Linked DNA regions of Sus scrofa: region 1 is linked to region 2. Evidence: chromatin contacts called from public promoter capture Hi-C data. All regions are on one chromosome and are shown on one strand. Each heading gives the region's core, a stretch centred on a gene start, on an enhancer-like site or on the middle of the called end of the contact. The rest is flanking DNA. Distances are from core to core; before and after follow the strand shown. Region 1 holds the start of NETO2 (neuropilin and tolloid-like protein 2). Region 2 holds the start of PHKB (phosphorylase b kinase regulatory subunit beta).

Region 1 (3,896 bases), core at 571-3,070, 250 kb before region 2:
CAGATGGAATGCCATTATGATACTGAACATCCTAAGGCAATCAGAACAACGAAGTCAATTCAGATAAGCACTATCAGACCGCTACCGTGCGTACGATTTATTTTGAAAAAAAAGTAAAACAAAAATCTTAATTTCCAAGGAACGGAGATATAAATTTGGAGTTACAGATAGCAAAGACTACAGAAATGGATTTCAGAGTTTTAAATTTTAATATAATAAAGAAATCATCAAGAATTTATGGGAATTCGGGGAAACAATCACTAGATAGAAAAGTCCTACGTTACCTTAATACAAACTGTACATGTAAGTATACAGTGGGTAAACAAACTGCTGAAATCTCAGTTATGAATTTAGGAGCACCTGGAGAGTAGATAATTTGTGCAATTAAAATTAAAGGCAAAATTACACTGAATTTTCCAGTAAAACAAATTTGAAAAAAGTGTTGATATGGAGTGGAAAAAAACACCAAGATTTTGCTCTGTACGAACATCAAGAGACAATGAAAAGCGATATATGACACTATAATCAATACCTTAACTCCTTACCCAATATCTTAAAAAAGGAAATATTTCATAACATTACAAATACACAGCTATTCAGTTTTCAAGCCATCAGGGGAAAAGGGAAGCCCTTTATTGGTGGTATTTTCCTCCGAGGACCAAAAAAAGGATTTACTCAGTCCAATTTTCAGAAGCAACTTTGAATCAGTCTTAATTACCCATATATATAAATTTTAATCTAAAATAACACCTCCTGGAAAATGCAAAGCAGCTCTAGTAGGTCTTAGCGCTTTGTGTTTGGCAAGCGGACTGTTTTAATTCTCAGTACAACAAATCACAAAGAACCAGGCACCGGCGCAGGGTATCCTGAGGTCCCAGGAAGCGCCTGGGCGCAGCCGGAGCAGCGGCAACTGGCCGGGCCGATATCGGCGCCCGCAGTGGTGCCGCAGCCTCCGCGGCCGCAGCAGGTGGGACCCGGCCCGCGGGCAGGCCGTTCCACTAGCCGCCACCGAGGGGCTTTTCGAGAACTGCTCCTCGACACCTCAGCTGGGGTTTTTATTGTTTGCTCGGAATGACTTTCTGTTCTTAATGCTCAAAAAGATCGGCCTTCGCTCCACTCTCAGGAACCCCACAACTTTGCAAAGCGATGCGCGGAATTCCGAGGAAGAGGCGCGAAGGCACAGCTCGGAGGGCCCGCCGGGCCGCCGGGTCCCGATGCGCTCCCCGGTTCCCCCGCCACAGCCTGCTAAGCACGCAGAAGGCTGGAGAGAAGCGCTCGGGGAGCGAGTCGAGCCCGGCGGGAGTGGGCTCCGCGGTCCGCTCGCGCCAGACAAAGGGGCGCGTCGGGCGCCCGGCACCGGGCAGGGACGCGAAGACGCCGGCCTCGCCCGCAGGGGGCGCCGTCCGCGGCCCCCGGCGCTTACCTTTGAGGACCGAGCAGAGCTGCTCCAGGGCCATGTTCCCCAGCGGCCCGGCGCTTCGCGAGGGGCCGAGGCGGCAGCGAGAAGGTGGAGGCGGTGGCGGAGGCGCGGCGCTCACGGCCCGGCGCGGCGGCAGCTCCGCTCCGTCCCCATCGCCCTCCACCAGGCTGCTCCCCGCGGGGGCAGGGCTCAGGTCCTGCGGCCCGCCATGCCGGAGTCCCGCGGCGGGCTCCCGCGCTGCCCCAGCTCCCCGACGGACGCCGCCTCCTGCTCCGCGGCGCTCCGTCCCATCGACCACCCCGGAGCTGAGGCGCGCGGACGCCAAGGACCGGAGCGGCGCAGAGCGCTCCGCTCACAGCCGCGGCGCTGGCCCCGCTGAAGTGGCGGGCGCGGGGAGCCCAGGCTCATTTAAGCAGGGAGCTCGAGCGCCGCGTGCCGGCCGCGCCGCCTGCGCGCAAGTGCCCGCCCCCCGCCCCGCCCGTGTGCCCCTCGCACCCCTCCCGGCCAATCGCCTGGCGAGCCCGCCCGCGGCCTCGCACCCTGGGTGGGCGGTGCGTCCCTCCGGCTACCGTTGGGCTGGGGGCGGGGCGAGGAGGTCCCGGCGGTGCTGTCCGTCCGCCCCGGAAAGGCCAGCTCCGAGCGTGAGACCGGCCCGCCCCCGGCCGCTGCCCGGTGAATGAGTCCGAGTCCTCGAGCCCTCTGACCGGAGGGAGGGGCGGAGATCCGCCCCCAGCTCCGCTCTGCAGCCCAGGTCCGTCTGCCCGCCTCCGTCTGCCTTCGCAGACGGAAAGGGGGCACCGACCTCTCGACCTCTCTCCTAGGACCTCAATTCAAGGTCAGAACACTGCCCGGCTCAGGCCAGCTCCACTACCTCCTCGGCGGGGGAATGCGGATCTGGGGGCTTCAGGACAGAGCGGGGCTGAGGTTCTCGCCTGCCTGTAGCGCGAGGTGAGTTGACCTGACCGACGGTAACGATGACTCATACGACCGACCGCTGTCCAGATTGCGAGGCACAGTAGCAAACACTTCACATGTCAACTCTGCAGTCCTCGATTCACCTGCTGTGGGATAGGTACTATTAGAGAATGGGAAAAAGGAGGCCAGGAAGGTTAAGTAATTTGTCGAGAGCCACACAGCAAGTGAGGGAGGTGAGGTGGTGAACCTAGGAAATCTGCCTCCAGAGGCTGCCCTCCTTACCCCTAAACGATGGTGATGTGATCGCTTGACTCTGCTAATAAACCCCCCAAATCTGGAGTTCCCATCTTGGCGCAGTGGTTAACAATCCGACTAGGAACCATGAGGTTGCAGGTTCTAATCCCTGGCCTTGCTCAGTGGGTTAAGGCTCTGGCGTTGCCGTGAGTTGTGGTGTAGGTCGCAGACGTGGCTCGGATCCCGCTCAGGCCTAGGCCTGTGGCTACAGCTCCAATTAGACCCCTCGCCTGGGAACCTCCATGAGCCGCGGATGCGGCCCTAGAAAAGACCAAAATACGAAACAAACAAACAAACCCCCTCCAAACCTGCAAACCACTGCATAGAATGTGCTATTGATTCTCCTGTTTTATTTTCTCCATAGTGATTACCTTGCCCATCTACTTGTTTACTTGTTCATCGTTTGTATCTCATTCAACCCCCCCCCCCATTAAACTGTAAGGTGCTTGAGGGCAAGGAGGCCATATTAATATATTCCTTTAACACATATTTATGGACTGTCAGTTGTGTGTGGAAAATGGTGATGGGTGCTGGGGAAACACCCTTGATTAAGGTCCTATCTACTAGAATATTTATGCCTGTATCTGACATACAGTAGGAATTCCATAAATATTAGTCTAACAAGTTAAAGGACAATTTAAGGGCAATTGCAGCAACTGAAAATATCTCTCTTTCCTTCTCTCCCTCCGAAAGTAAGTTATTAACAAGTTTACAAATGAAAACACATTTAATATCAAGAATGTCAAGGTATTTAGCCCTTTGCCATGTGCTGTGGAAGGTATATAAGGTGTGTCTGTGGCTTCCTAGGGACAAATCACCTACAGTTAAGTACATAGGAGGTTGCACACGGGAACCAACCTGTAAATAGAACATTTAAGAACCTTTTCCACAAATATAATAAAGTGACATATTGGGAGTCTAGACAGTAATAAGAGTGTTATAAATATAAGTCACAGACAATGATGGACAAAAAGGATTGGGAAGAAGGAGCCCTCTCAGTTTCTGGAGTAATGGCTCTCAATGCATAGTTAGTTGTTGACTGCAGGAAGAATCCATGTGTGTATGATGTCATCAGAGAATGCTTCATGAAGGAGGTGACACGCAAAGAATGAAAAGGTTGTGGATGCCGGTGGAGAGGAGAGAGGGCAGAAGAGCTTACATGTCGAGCAAGGAGCAGGGGTGAGCATCACATTTGGGGCAAGGGTTGTGTCTGGTAGTGAAGACAGAGCTGAATATGGTGGGCTTTGATTATGGAGGTTCTTGCTTG
Region 2 (4,090 bases), core at 977-3,476:
ACAGACTTGGATTCACCCAAATTTATTTATTTTTTAAAGTAAATCTTGGTATGCTCACAAATTTTCCTAATAAATTAGGTGCTTCATTACTCACAATTAGTGGTTTTATATCACAACATCGCATTACAGTTAAACTGACTTCAAAGACAATCCAACTAGTTATTGCATATCTATTATTACAGTAATGACTTTTACAGAAACGAATACATTTGTACTTACTTCAAGGATACCCTTACTTTGGGTTTAAAATAGGGTGCGTTCTGGTCTGCCAAAAAGACGATTAACTCATTTCCTAAAAGAAGTGAATATATATTAGAAAAATATTCCTGGTAAGACATCCAATCAGTGCTTACAAGAAGATTTCTGGGCACTGTTTTCAACAAGAAAACTTTTATTTTACTCTAGTATACCTGCCCTCTCAAGGCTGGTCCTATTAGACTGCTGGAATGGAGATTCCTAACAGCTTTTAAGAATTCAGTATTCAAAGCAGCAGAGAAATTAGAAGGATAAACATGGAAAAATATAGTTGGTCAAGACAAATTGAAGCCAATGGCTTCTGCCAGAGTCATACCGATTGACTTAAAAGAAGCATACAAAGAATATGCATTATAACTATACTATGTATTAAGTCTTGCCTTCCTCAAACCCAACACCTCAGCCTCCTTACAAGGGTATTTACTTCATCATATGGATGCATCACATCAAGGACATAAGACCTCCTATCGTATGTAGGTATCTGAGTAGTAACGAGGAAGTGACTTTGTATTTAAGCAGAAAAACTTGAATCAAAGACTGTTTTTTTGTGTCTCCTGTAGAACCATCCCCCAGGTTGATGCATTTTTGGAGCTCAAAGTGCACTCATTGGATCAGACTTTCGAGACAGTTTATTCAAAACACAGGGCATATTTAAAGGGGAGAGTCCCCGTATGCAGTTAGGATGGAATAGCTAAAGGTTAGGCGGAAGGCACTCTTCTTGCAGTACATGGAGCTATACAAAGATATGGAAAACATTCAGGGTCCACAAGAGGCTCTGGGGCCCTGGCAAGGGCCCCCAAAGATTTGGGCCGACACCCCATCAAACTCTGTATAAGGGCTTCACTGCCTTCTTTCACAGCCTCTAATGCCCTAAGCATCAAGATTTACAAAAGTTTGTTTAGTGATGTTAAAGAACTCCCATGAACCTCGAGCTGAAGAAAGAAGAGATTTGGAGTCTAGGGTGGTGGCCAAAGCAAGGAAATCTTATGCACACAAAAGGGAGAACCCTGCAGTTTAAAAATCCTTTTCCAATAAGACACTGGATTTATTAGGGGGCAAGGAGGAGTCCTCTATTGGAGGAAACTGTCAAGTTGCACCTTCTGCAGCTGATCAAAGGGGAAGGGAGGCTGGAGGAAGTAAAGCAGATAGGAATGACGGGGCCTTGGGAAGGAACTTAGAGGCAAGCTACAAAGATTGCTGGGAATCAGGAAGGCCTTTGGAAGGCAGGTGATTCCGTAAGGAAAACGCGGATGGACGAGTGAAGGCTGGGTCCTATCAGGGAAAGAAAACAAAACAAGACTGCCGTGTTTCTAAGGCTGGTGGGAGTGGATCAAACTGTGGAGTGTTAGGGTCGGGATCTGGGTTTGAATAAGATGTAGAAAACCCGCAAGCTATCAACGATGCTGGAAATAAAGTCAGAGAGGGCTGGGAGAGAAGGTCCGGGAAATGCAGGAGGACTGGCCATCCGGGCAAGGGGTGTGGGGAACACCAGGAGGAGTACGCGGACAGAGGGAGGGCCGGGCAAGCACTGACTTTCCCGCAGCACGAAGAGGTCCGTCTGCTTGTCAGAGTTGAGGTCTCCGAAGGCCGCCACGGTGCCCCAGGCCTCGGCTCCAAAGAGCTCGGCCGTGACGTTGTGCAGCGCCCGCGCGGGGACTGGCCCGACTCCCAGCAGCGCGAGCCCCCCAAGCAGCGGCGCCAGCAGCACCCAGGAGCCCGGCAGCCGGCCCGCCGCCGCCATGGCAGCCCCTCGGCCCCCGCCCTCCAGCCCACTGCCGCGCTTGACGGCAGCCGGAAAGCACCGTGCTGCCGGCCGAGAGACAAACAGCGCAGCCCGGACGTCCGTACGGCTGCGGCCGGCTACCATCGCACTCTCCCCTAGGGCTGCCCCTCTGACGCTCGGGACGCCGCGGAGCCAGGGCGAAGCTCGTCCTCGCGCTCACTTCCGGCCGGCGCGCCTCCCGACAGTGTCGCGCGGGGGGGCGGGGCCGGCCGGGCGGAGCTGACAAGCGGCCCTGGGGGCGGCGGCCAAAGCAGCGGCCCGATCGCGATGGCGGGGCTCAGGCCCGAAGTGAGCTGGAAGGTCTTGGAGCGAAGGGCCCGGACCAAGCGCTCAGGTTTGGCTGTCTGGGGCGCCACCCCTTCACGCGCACCGTAGGTGGTGCTCCCCCTCGAGCGCCTTGGGCGGGAGGCACGTAGGGGTCCTGGAATGAACCTGTGCCCGAATACTTCCCCTTAGGACAGGCAGTCGTCCCTGCCTTCCTCTTGATGTCTTCCCCCAGGTCTAGAAATTAGGTGGTGGGCACACCTTACCCCATTATGCTTCCCCAACTTTATTGCGTGTGTATTCCCACTGGAAAAGTAGGTGTTGTGCTGACTTTGCCTGGAGTCTTCTTACTTAGAAATCAGGAGGCCGCCACATTCCTGAGAGTGTCCTCCCTGCGTGTGTTCTTCCCTGCAAGTCAGCTAGCTTCATTCTTAGATACGGCTATAATCGCGTCCTGGAAAACCGGCGGCTACTCTTTGCCTTATTTCATATGTCCATTTCATATTACAAGTTCTGATCTCTAGCCAGTTATCTTTGTGGAAGAAATCGAGGGGGGCAGGGCCTCAGGCCTTGAAGTGGGTCAGGTTGAGCATAGCTAAGTCTCAGAAGGAAGTAGACCTCTTCCCTGGGCAAGTGGCCGCAGGACGCATAGTTCCCAGTTGTGGCTCCTAAATGCGAGGCCACCTAGGTCAGAACACGCTGTGCAAGCAGTTATAACTGTTCAAGTGTCCTGAGCTGACTTGTTCAAATTGCAGAGTCACAACCTCGAAGTTAGCACTTGTGGCTGATAACTCAGTCTAAGAGCCAGGGTTGAAACTTCCCTTATTCCTGGTTGGCTAGATGTAATCTTGAGCTAAAAGTATCCCTATAAACAGGAAACATGGTGGACTAACAAAACTTCAACTAAGAATCTTCCCTTTTAAGGGATTGATGTTACTATGTAAGTTAGTGCTGGGAGATGCTAATGTCAAAGTTGATCATCTAAGAACAATGAAAAGCATAGCTCTAGGAAAACTTTGCATTTTCATTGGTATTAAGAGAATTCTTAATTATCTGTTGAACACGCTGTTGTCGTTATTGTTGTTTTGACGAAAGTATCTAATTTCATAAACCTGACAGGAGAAATGCACCCAATCTTTGTTGCTTATTTCATTCTGTTTTTTTAAACCTTAAAAAAATTTCTGCTCTTATTTACTTAGGGTTCAAGGAAAACTACCACTAAAATACGAATTTTTCAAAAATGAGTCCTTAATACATTTTAGGGTCAGTACAGTTACTGGGAATAGTCACATTTTTTTTTTTCATTTTTTAATGTTTTTAAGTATAGTTGATTTACAATGTTGTGATAATTTCTGTTGCACAACAAAGCGACTCAGTTGTACATGTACACACATCCATTCTTTTTCAGTCTTTTCCCATATAGACTATCACAGAATATTGGATAGAGTTCCCGGTGCTATATAGCAGGTCCCTGTTGGCCAACCATTCCATATAGTCACATTTATTTTTGTTTCACATTTTTCTCAGGCTTTTCATGTCATATTAAAGTATTGAGTTGACCACTAACAATGAGTCTTTCTAAGCTACAAAAAGTGTTATTGGGTTGATAATATCTGGTCAAAGAGTAACTGGACTTTTCTTACAGGAAACTGAGCTCTACCCTCATCGTATAATTTTACAGCATTTCTCTTTTCCTTTAATAAACCTATAGGGCTTATTTTCTTCTCCAGTCTTTTAATTTCCTCAGAACTGCATGTCATAACAGTAAGCTTTGAAAACCTACCTTCT

What was found. Promoter capture Hi-C pulls out the DNA fragments that hold promoters and counts their contacts.
Region 1: a contact with region 2 is called in a promoter capture Hi-C map of fetal liver, with 2.9 times the contacts expected there. The contact joins the promoter of NETO2 here to the promoter of PHKB in region 2. A contact is called at or near these places in 2 of 5 promoter capture datasets (fetal liver and liver), 1 of 47 Hi-C or Micro-C datasets (embryonic fibroblasts) and 2 of 2 datasets of contacts at active chromatin or transcription factors (alveolar macrophages and skeletal muscle).

The regions. Positions count from the first base shown.
Region 1 is chr6:37,441,459-37,445,354 of Sscrofa11.1, reverse strand. NETO2 (neuropilin and tolloid-like protein 2) reads right to left here and starts at 1,820. Exons shown (of 10, transcript XM_021094240.1): 1 at 1,424-1,820. The coding sequence starts at 1,457.
Region 2 is chr6:37,191,766-37,195,855 of Sscrofa11.1, reverse strand. PHKB (phosphorylase b kinase regulatory subunit beta) reads left to right here and starts at 2,226. Exons shown (of 32, transcript XM_021094236.1): 1 at 2,226-2,372. ITFG1 (T-cell immunomodulatory protein) reads right to left here and starts at 2,224. Exons shown (of 18, transcript XM_021094239.1): 1 at 1,789-2,224; 2 at 220-292. The coding sequence starts at 2,122.